Linked DNA regions of Arabidopsis thaliana: regions 2 and 3 are each linked to region 1. A link is a contact called in public capture Hi-C data. All regions are on one chromosome and are shown on one strand. The core of a region is the stretch at or near the end of the contact, and the rest is flanking DNA. Distances in the headings are between cores, read along the strand shown.

Region 1 (4,181 bases), core at 988-3,487:
TAAATTTCTCTTAAGCAGCACTCCTAGGTAGAAAGCCGTCTAAGGTTCTCCCCACGTCATTGTTTGGTCAAACTCCGGTCAGAAAAGCAGGGGATAAGCCTGAGAAGAGCCGGAGAAGTAGAGCCGATGAACAAAACTTTCATGTTTTAGTAACAGAAAGTAGCTGAGATCTCCTTTTTTTGAAAACCTGAACTTCTTTTAGGACCTAGGTAAACGTGCCTGAGAGAGAAAATTTCTTGTAAAACTTATTAAATGATATTCTATTCAATTAAATGTACCCTAGCAAGTCTGATAAGTGATAAGCAAGATTAACTCAAAACAAAATTGGATCTAAAACCGTGTGAGCCGACGGAACGAGATTGAGCATGATTGAGAAGAACCGAAGCCGCCATTGACGAGTTCAGAAGAGAAAACGGGAACTGAGTAGTCGCTTCAAGTTGTCAGACGATTGAGAGGGCTTTGTAGATCGATTTTGTAACTGACGATCGAGATCTAGAGGAATTGCGACTGAGCGGGATTGCGACTGAGAGGGATTGAGACTTAGAAGGCTCGAGAGTGAAAGATGAGACATACAAATTGGGATCGTTTGTGAGAGGGTTTCTAATCGAGTAGAGAGAAGATATAACCTAAAAGTTTCAGATCTAATATCCAACCCAATCTAATTTCTTTTCTTTTAATCTCTATTTCTTTATTTTCTTTTCTTACTTAGTAAAAAATTTGGAGCCAACAAAATTTTTACTTTCCCGGTTATCTCTATTATAACGTTTTGAATGTCATATATGCTATCATAAAGCCAAAAACTAAGCGCCACTACGAAATATTTTTGCGGTTAATCTACCATAGCGTTTGTTTTTTCGAAAACGCTATATAATTTTTTTCAAAACACAATTATACCAGAATCATTGAAAACGCTATATTGTATTACTATTAATACCTTCATTTCCTGTAGTGGAAAATGCGGAATGATATCATTTTCAATAATAAACGATGGTCTATTCGGGACATTATAAACAAAGCTCTCATTGACAAGCAACAATGGAATGAGAGTCTACGGTGGAGTGACGCTAACAAATAGCGAGATTCAATTCAAAGAGACCCTAATACCACAACACCTATTACAACCAAAAGAGGACGTAATGACTATTATTCATCAAGCAAAAACTTATTGTTGTTTTGTGGATGCTTCATGGGTCTCTTCTACTGCCACTGTAGGCATAGGCTGGATCATGTACACTCCAAATGCGCAATTTGTACTTTGGGGAATGTCTGCAATACGACCAACGAGTTCGCCGCTTGAAGCAGAAGTCGAGGCCTTAAAATTAGCTATGATTCATCTTTGAAGGCTCGGATATGATGAAGTTCTATTTCCGGAGATGCAGCAGAGCTTTATGAACCCCTCCACTCAGCAATCCACGGGCTGCAACATTCACCTATATTGACATACCTCCAAGAAGTACGAAACTTGGCATCAGGATACAAGTCTTTTGACTTCCTTAAGATCTCACGTAATATCAATCATGTAGCGGATAGAATTACTAAGGATGCTAGAGCTAAAAACTTAAGCCTTGTAATATCCTGAAATGATGTATCTTGATTCCAAGTTAATGCAAAAGGTTGACGACAAAAAAAAAAAAAAAAAATTTATTTCCAAAAAATAATTAAAAACAAAAATTAAAGAATTTTTTTTAATCATATTTCTTGTTTAAAAAGCAAAAAAAAAAAAAAATTAAAATAAATATAAAAGAAAAATATACTAGAGAATATTCTTTATTAAATGGAGGAAGAAATTATTATTAACTGATGTAGCAACATCTACGTCATTATTATTAGGCTTTTAATTATGTTATTCTTTAAACTTGTGTTGGGCTTTATTTGGGTTTTATTACGTCGGTTTGTGTTTGCTTTGGCAACAAGCTTTGACTAGGATTTCTTTTATGTTTCGACCATAACCAGTCTGCTTCTTAGGTTCGTTAGACTTGGTTGTTTTTTTTGATTAATAAAGAGAAAGCTTTTCTCAACTTGAAGTCATTAATACACAAAGCTAAGAACTCCTAGCTACAAATAGATCTTTGAGAATCCATTGATATCCAAAGACTCTTTTTGTACTTACCGCTGCACTATTAACTCACTTAACCATGGTATGCCACATATCATGTTATTAAGAACATGAAAAAGTGTATGTGTAGATAGATTTACCTTCCAAAACCCATCACTCCATCACAAGATAATTTTGGATTTATCTATGCATTAAATTAGAAAATTATAATTAAAAAAACAAAAGTTAACTAAAATAATATTTGCATTAAATTTATCATCCATATTTAGAGAGAAAAATAGAGTGACTAAACTAAAACTCTTTTTTCTCTCGGGTACTAACATCGAGACGCAGTCCCTAACCACCTATTCGGCACCGGTGAAGCTTATGCTTGTCGGCATCGGGAGATCTCCTCCTCTTGTCCCTGGTGTGATCTAATTCTGCTTTTGGCCGTTTTTTTCAATCTACATGTATCTTCAACCGCTTGCCTTTGTTCCACGGTGCCTCAACCCTTCGAGACAGAGACAGGAAGAGCTCTTTCTTGATCCTCTTGTTGTCTGCTCCGCTCTCAACCTATCTGTCAAAGTGGACAAAAGAAGCTTCTTCAAATCCGAGTGAAGCTTCTACCCACCCGTCTTCGTGCATGACAAGAGCTCCACCTCCCCATGCGCATCATTTGGATCCCCCATGGCTCAGTCCCAAGCTATTGGTTTGTTTCTGGTGGCTGGAAATCCTTGAACCGTCAGCTACGACGATTGACAAAACCCTAATCTCGCTGGAGGCTCCTTCTACTGGGCTTGGCCCACATTACCAACAAAAGCACCAGGGCCCAATGTTGATTTATTCGTTGACCATCTTTAAGAATTACGGCCCAACATTAAGAATCATAAAAGCCCATCTACCAGGTTTTTATTAAAGCCCAGATTGTATTTATGCACAATCCAAATGGCAGCCCAAATCCCCTGACTGCTCAATCCAGGCCCATCTGTATCATTTTTTTGGCCAGGAAATTAATAAGGCATCGTCCATTCCCATCTCTGCCTAGGTTTGAGCTGAACTCTCTTTCGTTCATTCTTAGCAACTGTTTGTGTCGTGTTATATGTATAATTGATTGTGGACGTCAGTTGGAACATAATTCACTTATGTTGATAGTCTGATACAAAGTTTTTTTGGGAACCATGCCCTTAAAACCGCTTAGGCACATTATCCATGAAGTTAATAGATTGAAGAAGAACGACATTATCATCCCATTTCTAAGGAGCGGTGATTACCGAAGCTTCTTCAATCTGTCCTTAACCTTTACTCCGAATCGAATCCAGCTCCCACATCAAGAATACTATCTAAGATTGTCGAGGATGCACGACGTTGCCTCCTTTTGCGCAGAACTCATATTTGGCCTTAAGGGTCTTTGGCGCAATAGCTGCTTCACCTTGGAGGGAATTTCAGCTCTGCCATCCTCCTTATCGAGAATTGCTTCAAGTCTTTCCGTTTTCTCCAAGTGGTTCACGCCGGAAACCATTGAAACTAAAGAACATTTTTCAAAGTCACGAATTCTTTTGATAGTGACTATTGTTAAGCTCCCCGAATTTTTTGCCAAAGTGTCTTTGACACACCATGATTTCGCTTGTGATATGTTGCGCAGCTCCTGTCTCCGAGTTCTTATGGATTTATCTCCTATGTTTAATGCTCTCTCAACCTTCCTAGCTACCCTTGATGTAATCTTATGCTTAATCTGCTTTATGTACCCAACCATTCAGTTGATGATCTGTACTCTATATCCTTCTTTGGTTTAATGAATGGATAAGTGGTTCGACAAGCAAAAAACAATTAGAGAAAAAAAAGAATATAAAGATATTGTGGTTTTAACTATAATCATCTATACTATTAATTGAGAATCATTGAAAATAAACAACCTTATGAAGGGTAAAAGATTACATAGAATTCCATTGATTGTTAATTTTTAAATAAATTCATTAAAGATAAAATAGTAATCACAAAATTAATAGATTTAAATTAATATTTTATTAGTTTTCCAAAATTAAAATCATTTTCTCTTTCCTATTAATTATGGACGAAAAATTAAAATTTATTTCTTAAAATTTGTTAACCAATAAGATTTGAAAAACTAGGATTTGATATCCAATTA
Region 2 (4,181 bases), core at 507-3,006, 96 kb before region 1:
AAAACGTCTCATCAAGAACCATACCAGCACCCACAATGGAATCTGCAATCTTGATAAACTCTTGAACTTGCTCAAGAACCGGTCTCTCTTCAACCATTTTGAAGTCAATGTACTTTCTGACTTGTACCATCTTAGAATTGGATTCCTCACGACGGTAAACCCATTTCAACTCTTCCCACAGTTCCTTAGCATGCTTGAATCTCTTCAAGTACTGACGGTACAGATCATCAGACAATGATTTCATCAAATGATTATGGCAAAGATAATCATCTCTCAACCAATCTTGAGAGCTACCACTACCAATACCAGGATAAGGCTCAGAGAGAACATAAGCCAGCTTCATTTGCTTCAAAAAAAGCTCCATCTCTGATGCCCATGAAAGATAACTCCTCCCATCAAATCGCCAAGTCTCGATAAGCGAAAAACCGTGAGTGCTACTGCTTCTCGTATCCAAAGCCTCACAAGCATTTCCATTTGGTGTTCTGCAGCAAGATATGCGGTCCAATGAATATAAAACACCAAAAGGAGAACATGAATAAGGTAACATTCTTACGTATTCTTTAACTGGAAATGCTTAATAGCTTCCTCAGTAGCAGAGAAATTTTTCTTGAACACAGACCATTGGTGTGTTGGGAAACTTATTCCTAACAGAGAACACAACATGAAAGCTTTTTCATCATTCACAAGAGTTGCTTCAGAGTAAAGATAACAAGTAAGTGTGTGTGTTCAAAAATTGTACCTCTAAATTTTGCATCTTTTTCCTTACGAACATGTTTCTTCCCAATCAATAGAGAAGTTTTGCCTTGGTATTTATTAACCATCACATCTTTCGTCTCCGAGAACTATTAAACATATAAAAACAGATTCCAGAAAAATATCTCACAGAACAAATCGAAAATCAAAACCATTCACTAGAATAGAACATAGAGAGTAGAGTAAGCAAAAGTCGTAACCTTATAAAGAAAGCGTTCTTCTTCAGCAACGGAAACTTTTCTTTTATACGCCGGAGGCACTTTCTCCGGTACGGGTGCTTCACCGTGGTCTATGTCATGAGATTTAACTTCTCTGAGAGTGTCTTTCACTGTTTCCTCGTTTTTATCTGTGGTAATTATCTCCGTTGTTTCGCCAGAATCGAGCAACGATTTCTCCATTTTTAGAGACGATTTAGACGGTGGATCTCCGGTGAGGAGGGTTTTGGTTTTCTGCGTTGATTTATTGGGAGACTACACATACATATTGGGATGAAAGACCAAAAACGACGTCGTTTACTAATGCGAAGACCTGGGCAGATGTACCGGACCCATCCGAAAATTTTGGTAATTTGGGTATTCTTAAAACCGTTCAGAAACTTGTTTTTGAAATCAGTGACCGGTTCGGTGATATGAGGAGGTGCACCAATCGGTTACCAAAATATTCTTTAAATTGTCCAATTTTTGCTATAAATCGATGGCAAAATTGTTTGAAATGTTCCGAAATATTGAAAAATATGCCGAAATTATTGGACCAATCGGAATTTAAACTGAGCAAACCGTATTAATTATTGTTGTTTCAATTCAGAACACTTCAGAACCGAAATATATCACTTCAGAACTGAGGAAAACCGTAGTTCAAATTCGGTTAATTTGGTTAGATTTTTTATTAATCAAACAAACCGAAATTCCGAACTGACCCGGACCGAAGTACCGATTGCAATGCCTAATAAAGTAAGATCTAATGAAAACCGGTTTGCAGATAAGACCAATTTAGCCGGTTAAGGTTCATTATTTGATTAACGTTTTTTGTTGTTGATTTTCTCCAAAATCAATCAATCACTAAAATTAGTCGTTAAACAAAAAGCTTGCGAAGAAGAAGACGAAGAAAATGGCGGATTTGATTTTGAGTTCCTCCTCTGCACAATCCTCTCTCCTTCACGTCAGACCTAATCACTATCTACTCAATACCTCCACTGCTTCACCGATCCGAAGTGTCAGATTCCAAAATTCCAACGGTTTTCATCCTCTGGCGTTCGCATCTGGTCACCGACGACTTCCTCTCGGTGCAGTAGTTCCCTCTGACTCCACTAAGACGATCACCAGTACGATTACTGCTAACTGCGTTGATTCGGGAGTCAAAGCTGTTGAAGTCGAGCCTACGATCGATTACGGAGGTGGTGGTGGAATTGGAGGTGATAAATTTGGCGGCGGTGGTGGAGGCGGCGATGGAAATGACGACGGAGGGGAAGACGATAAGGAGGAGAGTGACGGGAAGAAGAGCACGCCTCTGTCTATGTCGCAGAAGTTGACTCTTGGTTACGCTTTTCTCGTCGGAGGTGAGATTCATTGTAACTCTAGGGTTTATACTTGATTCTTCATTGTGAAATTGATTTAGAACTTCGGTATAAAGCTAAGATTATCCAGTTTCTTGTGTAGTAGGTGAGATTCAATTTTGTGAATGTGATGAACTTCTAGGGTTTAGGGTTTACCTGCTTCTTCATTTATACTTTGAAATTTTGAATTTGAAGATCTAACGTGATGTGTTAGGGATAGCAAAATCATCACAGTTCTTTATCGTGGATGAGAATTTGATCAGTGTTCTTGAACTCTAATGTTCTTGGGGAATCTATATTTTGGATGATTTTATCTTGGGGGGTTTTAAGAATTGGATTAGGGATTAGAAGCACACTCATTAGTATTTGTGAGAAGAAAAAGGTTCATAGAGGGTTAATTCCTATTTGCATATTTCCTAGAGATGGAGATGTTACTTGAATTCTGCAAAACTTGGTTTCTGGATCTGACTGTCATAGCTTTAGGTTAAACATGGAGGTTCCTTGTTCTTGTTGATGCCTTTAAGATTCTTTTTATGAGTTGATGTTACTAATGTGATTGAGATCGGAGAGTCCAGGTTAGTTCAGTCTGTATATGTGTATGCTTATTAGGTGAAGTTGAGTTCTCATTTTATTAATGGACTCACAGATATATTGAAACGTATCGAAGAACAGTGATGTTATGCTTGCCTATAAAGCGATACTCAAATGCTCATGAACTGTTAGATGGTTTTGATGTAGTTGGTGGGCTGATGGGTTATCTGAAGAGCGGTAGCCAGAAATCGTTGCTTGCAGGTGGACTGTCAGCTGCTGTTCTGCTGTATGTCTTCAGTCAGCTCCCAACAAAACCTGTTCTTGCATCAACCGTTGGTGTAGGTAAGGAAAAACAATTGTTAATAACAGAGTAGTTGTGTCCAATTTACTAGTTTCAAAAGCTGGATTCCTGAACGGCGGTGATACTAGCTTTTATTTTTGTAAGTCTGATGATGTGGCGTCTAAACATCTGCATTGTTTTGTGTTGTTAAAAAAGTGATGGCGGGTGCGTTAATGTACGTAATGGGAACCCGATACATGCGTTCGAAGAAGATATTTCCTGCTGGAGTTGTGTCGATCATGTCTTTCATTATGACCGGAGGATACATACACGGTATCATGCGCAGCCTCCACTAAGCAGTAGCAAACACTCTCGAGTCTGTTACAAAAGTGTCTTGTCTCTGACCTTTTTCTTTCTTTATGTGTGTGTTTCACGGTGTATAAAGCAGCTTTGCTACTTTGTTTTGTCTGAACCATAAGAAAACTAGCACCAAAACGTTCTAAAGGACTTTATGGATTTAGCTCTGTGGTCAGAATCTAAAAACTCAAATTATTCCCGAAAATCTTCAAACTCGTGGAACCAAAGTACCAAATTTAAAGAGTGAGACAAAAAAAATATATTTAATTTTTTGATTCACGTAAAAATATAGAAAAGATTGAAAAGACTTTCTCTCTCTTTTCTCTCTTAATCTTTGAGAGAGAGAAAGTCTTGTCCGATGTTCCGATTTGGTTTCGGCAACGATCAGTTTTTTAGTGGTGTTGGTCGGCTTTCGTCTAGTGTCGTTGACTCTCTTAGCAATGTCAAATAGCTCTATTTCCATCAATTCGCTCTCGATTCGGATGGCTTAGGTATCGGCTTTTATCTGGATTTGTTTTTTCATTTTTCGTTCCTTTGTTTCTATTTAGTTTCAGTTTTCTTGTGCTTGATTGCTTTGATTAGATCCTTAGATCTGGGTGGGTAGTTCTTTGCTCCTCCTTTTCTTAAAGGGTTTATTTCGTTCTTCAAGCTTATTGGGTTTAGTCAATTAAGAACAGATTGAAGTTGCAGAGCAAAATCAGGTTCGTA
Region 3 (4,181 bases), core at 1,176-3,675, 71 kb before region 1:
ATTAATAGAACATACATGATAGAACATACATGATACATGATAGATAACTAATAAATATGTTATCACTAACCTTAGTTGTACCGAGTTTGTCATACACATCTGACATTGGAAACCCTTTCATAGTGCTTGATTTAAACTTCATTTTACACATCCGGGGACACTGAGGATCTGCGGATTCAATATCTTCGCAGAAATTTTTCCTGAGAACTGGAATCGCCTCGAATGCTAAATACTACAAAAAAAAATACAAGATTATTCAAAACTAAGTTGTATAACTGCTAATAAAAACAAAGTTGTACACAGTTTACTTTCTTAAAACAATTAATAGATGCATAATGAAATGACAAACCTACAAAGGCATAACAAAACTAGGAAACAACTTTTGTGGACCAACTACTCCATTGCACTTTTTCATCAAATAGAAAATGTCTCTCACATTTTCTTCAAATGCATTTTTTCCCCACGGAAATGTTTTGCACAACTCTAGATCAGCCACAACCCTAAGGAAGAACTTCTCCAAATTTGGTGCATGTTTTCCTGTCTTACCCTTTCCAACGATTACATAAGAAGTATAGCACAACTACTCTCAGACGAGCTTCAGAAGGTTTTTTCATAGACAATAACTTTTTCTCCACATCAGGATACTGAATTGTTGCTCCGGGTCCAAACATCTAGCCAACAAAAGTGGTACACCCAAGCTGTCCAAGGGTTTGGGATAATTGTGGCAGTATAATCCTAACATGAGTGCAAATTTTTCGAGAGAATACCGGATCGGTACGCCATTGACAATAAACCATACTTCCTTTCTTATCTAAACATGTTGTACGAATAAATAACAGCCACATACCCATCACCTTATGATTTGGATCCTTATGCATGTGGAAGAAGTGTTTGAATTGTGGGTGCTCCAAAAACCACTTCAACTCAGACTCTTCAAGATGACTCTCCAATAATCCGACTGCCTTATGAAGATAACACTTTGCTGTAATCTTGAATGGCTTTGTATAATCACTCGGACCGAAATACATTTTAAGAGGTTGAAGAGCTTCGGTTTCCTCATCAGAATCCTGCAATCAAGATAGAGATATACCTTAGAAAGCAACATAGATAAATTAGAAATCAAGATAGATATATCTAGTTTATACATAGATATACCTTTTAGTTTTGAAAATTTCTAAGTTAGAATCAAATATAGATATACCTAGTTTCAATATAGATATACATTTTAGTTTCATATAATTTAAAGGTAGAAATCAGCATAGATATACCTAATTTAAAAATAGATATACCTTTTAGTCTCTAAAATATCTAAGTTATATTCGAACATAGATATACCTAGTTTAAATATAGATATACTTTTTAGTTTCATATAATTTAAAAGTAGAAATCAGCATAAATATACCTAATTTATACATAGATAGATTGTTTAGTCTCTAAAATATTTAAGTTATATTCGAACATAGATATCCCTAGTTTTTAGTTTCAAAAATTTCTAAGTTAGATTCAAAATAGATATACTAATTTATGCATTGATATACTAATTTATACATAGATCTACTTTTTAAAATTTCTAAGTTATAATCTCAACAAAGATATACCTAATTCATACATAGTTATACTTTTTTAGTTTCAGAATTTTGAAAGTTACAAAATCGGCAAAGTTCTACTATAATCTGCTAATTGTGTAAAGTTTAAAGTTCATACCGCTCTATCGTCGTTAGAGATTAGATTTGTTGCTTCAGAATCCACTTCAGCAGCCGACGCTACTACTACTTCGTCATTGATTGTCTGTGAAACTACCTCCGCCGCCAACGGCACACCTGCGTTCTTTGTTCGAGCCATTTCTCCAAACCTACAAACAAAATCATTTGGATTAGTACTACTCTTCAATCAATTTCGATCACAAAACCCAATCTGAAATAACTCGGATCCGATTTTAACTTACCCAATTTCTTAGTTTTCTACAGATATACCAAGATCGACGAACAGATCTGTCGTTGTCGTTGACGAGAATTGAGAATTGTTTTACTGGATTTAGATTTACAGTGAAGAAATAAGAAAAAAAAACAGAAAAGAAAGAGAAGAAAGAGATCGTGAATCGATTTTACCGCAGAGAATTTGGAAAACCTAGTGTTTTACTAGGGTTTTATTGGATATGACCCAAATACAATGAGCTTGGATAATTTTGGAATCCATTTATATTGGTTGGGTCGTAAATAATCAATATTTTTAAGGTTTTCTATGTCATTTACTTCTTTTACGGATAAAAGAAAATCATTTTTTTTTCTTTTTTTATAATATAAGTATATAAGATTACTCTCCACTAAAAAGGAGCCCTGAAAATTTCTTTCCACTACATTATCCACATTATAAAACCACATATTTAATAATTTTTTGAAAACTGTTATTTTTGCAATTCACCCTAATAAAAATAACTTTCTGTGAAAAAAAAAAAAAACTTGTTAAAAAAAAAAAAGTCTGACTAAACGTTTGCTTCTTCTTCTTCACACAAAACTGTAGGGAAGAAAAGGAATAATGGAGTTTGGATTAGCCACTTCGAGTTTTCTGGGTACTCAACTAATCCCGGCCACTCTGTTTAGCAAACGAGCTCGAGCTTTGTCTCTCACCGTCACAGCGACCGGTGGCAGCAGAAACAATAAGGTTTACACGAGGCTTGATTCTTGTCTAGTGATTCCTCCTCCTCCTAAATTCAAGAAACCGCGTGCTATTGTTAAATTCTTGGGAGGTGCCTTCGTCGGAGCTGTTCCTGAACTCACTTACAGGTACTTTGATTCTCCGAGTTCATCAAATTTCACATAACCTAAAAGATGTTGTTCCTTTGTCTCTGTGTGATTTGTAGTTACCTTAAGGAGCTACTGGCAAAGGAAGGGTATTTGATAGTATCTGTGCCGTACAATGTTACATTTGATCATGAACAAGCTGCTAAGCAAGTTTATGAGAGGTTTAATTCATGCTTGGACACGATTGTCTCATCTGGAATTCCAAATTCAAACTTGAAGCCTGGAGATTTAGCTGACCTTCCTCTTTTCTCAGTTGGTCACAGGTGTTCAACTTTTCTCTCCTTCCTTAAACCTTATGAATTCTCTGTGTCCTGAATTCTGACTAGTGTCAAGTTTTCAACTTTCTATACAGTAATGGTGCACTGCTCCAAGTTTTGACCGGAAGTTATTTTGCTGAGAAGATACCAAAGGTTAGGTTGATTCTAATCTTCTCTTTGTCTTAATTCTAAGCAAGTGTGACAAAAATGTAATCTCTCTCTTGTGAAAGGTTAATGCCATTATTTCATTCAATAACAAATCAGCGACAGAGGCGGTTCCATATTTTGAGCAGGTAAATATTATCATTAGTCTCTTAAGCTTTGCTTGGTTTAGAGTGTATTAGTGATAAGTTCTTGTCATTGTTCTCTTATATTGTCCTATTTAAAACCTTCACTATATGACTCCAATAGAGATCACAGGGTATGTACTTGATGTTAGCAACCTGTAGCTTATATTATCAGAGTCTAGGCTACAAAAAAGTAGCTCAACGTTCTTACTTGCGATCTTAGGGCTGGTACTATTATCTTCACAAGATTGATTGATGAGATTATGATCGCTTGTATCTTAGATTGCCTATGTTTCTCTGCAGCTTGGTCCTCTCATCCAGCAGATGCTGCCAATGGTGGAAGCTTCTCCAGTATATGAAATGGCTCGAAATGCTTCAGGTGATACTACTTACGCTACAAAGTCTTATTCAAATAGTCTGTCAAACAATGTAGATTATTAGTTGAGACTTTTATAATTCTTGAGAATCAAAAGTAGCTAATTATCTTTGCAATTGTGCTCACTTACAGGTGATGTTTTGAAACTCTTACTTGACACAGCTGGGACAACGATTCTAAACAACGATCAAGAAGCTCTTAAGTCATTTACTAAATTGGTGGATCAATTGCCATCAGTATTTGGTGAGGTATTTCTTCAGTAAGGGACTTCTTGACTTCGTATCGAAGATTGAGCTTTTTTTATGTAAGTCCCTTGTAATTGGCCTAGCCTTAAAAACAATTGAACTTTTCGTTCTTTGTTTCGTTGTTCTATGCAGGTAGGACAAGGAGTGTCAGAATTCAGACCGTCACCACTTGAGAATCGCAATTGCTTCAAGTGCTCCTACAGCGTTCCACACAC

The links. Capture Hi-C pulls out chosen DNA fragments and counts their contacts.
Region 2: a contact with region 1 is called in a capture Hi-C map of root, with 2.8 times the contacts expected there.
Region 3: a capture Hi-C map of seedling shows a contact between it and region 1, with 2.6 times the contacts expected there. A contact is called at or near these places in 5 of 26 Hi-C or Micro-C datasets (callus, cotyledon, leaf and 1 more) and 3 of 3 other capture datasets (root, seedling and shoot).

The regions. Positions count from the first base shown.
Region 1 is chr3:15,499,779-15,503,959 of TAIR10.1, forward strand. AT3G43580 (Beta-galactosidase related protein) reads left to right here and starts at 2,238. Exons shown (of 1, transcript NM_114226.3): 1 at 2,238-3,860. The coding sequence starts at 3,214. The coding sequence ends at 3,828.
Region 2 is chr3:15,404,228-15,408,408 of TAIR10.1, forward strand. It overlaps AT3G43520 (Transmembrane proteins 14C), which reads left to right and starts at 1,757. Exons shown (of 3, transcript NM_114220.4): 1 at 1,757-2,308; 2 at 3,044-3,178; 3 at 3,333-3,722. The coding sequence starts at 1,861. The coding sequence ends at 3,472. It also overlaps the pseudogene AT3G43510.
Region 3 is chr3:15,428,235-15,432,415 of TAIR10.1, forward strand. AT3G43540 (initiation factor 4F subunit (DUF1350)) reads left to right here and starts at 2,426. Exons shown (of 8, transcript NM_202650.2): 1 at 2,426-3,064; 2 at 3,154-3,211; 3 at 3,289-3,351; 4 at 3,649-3,724; 5 at 3,854-3,969; 6 at 4,099-4,181. The coding sequence starts at 2,829. It also overlaps the pseudogene AT3G43530.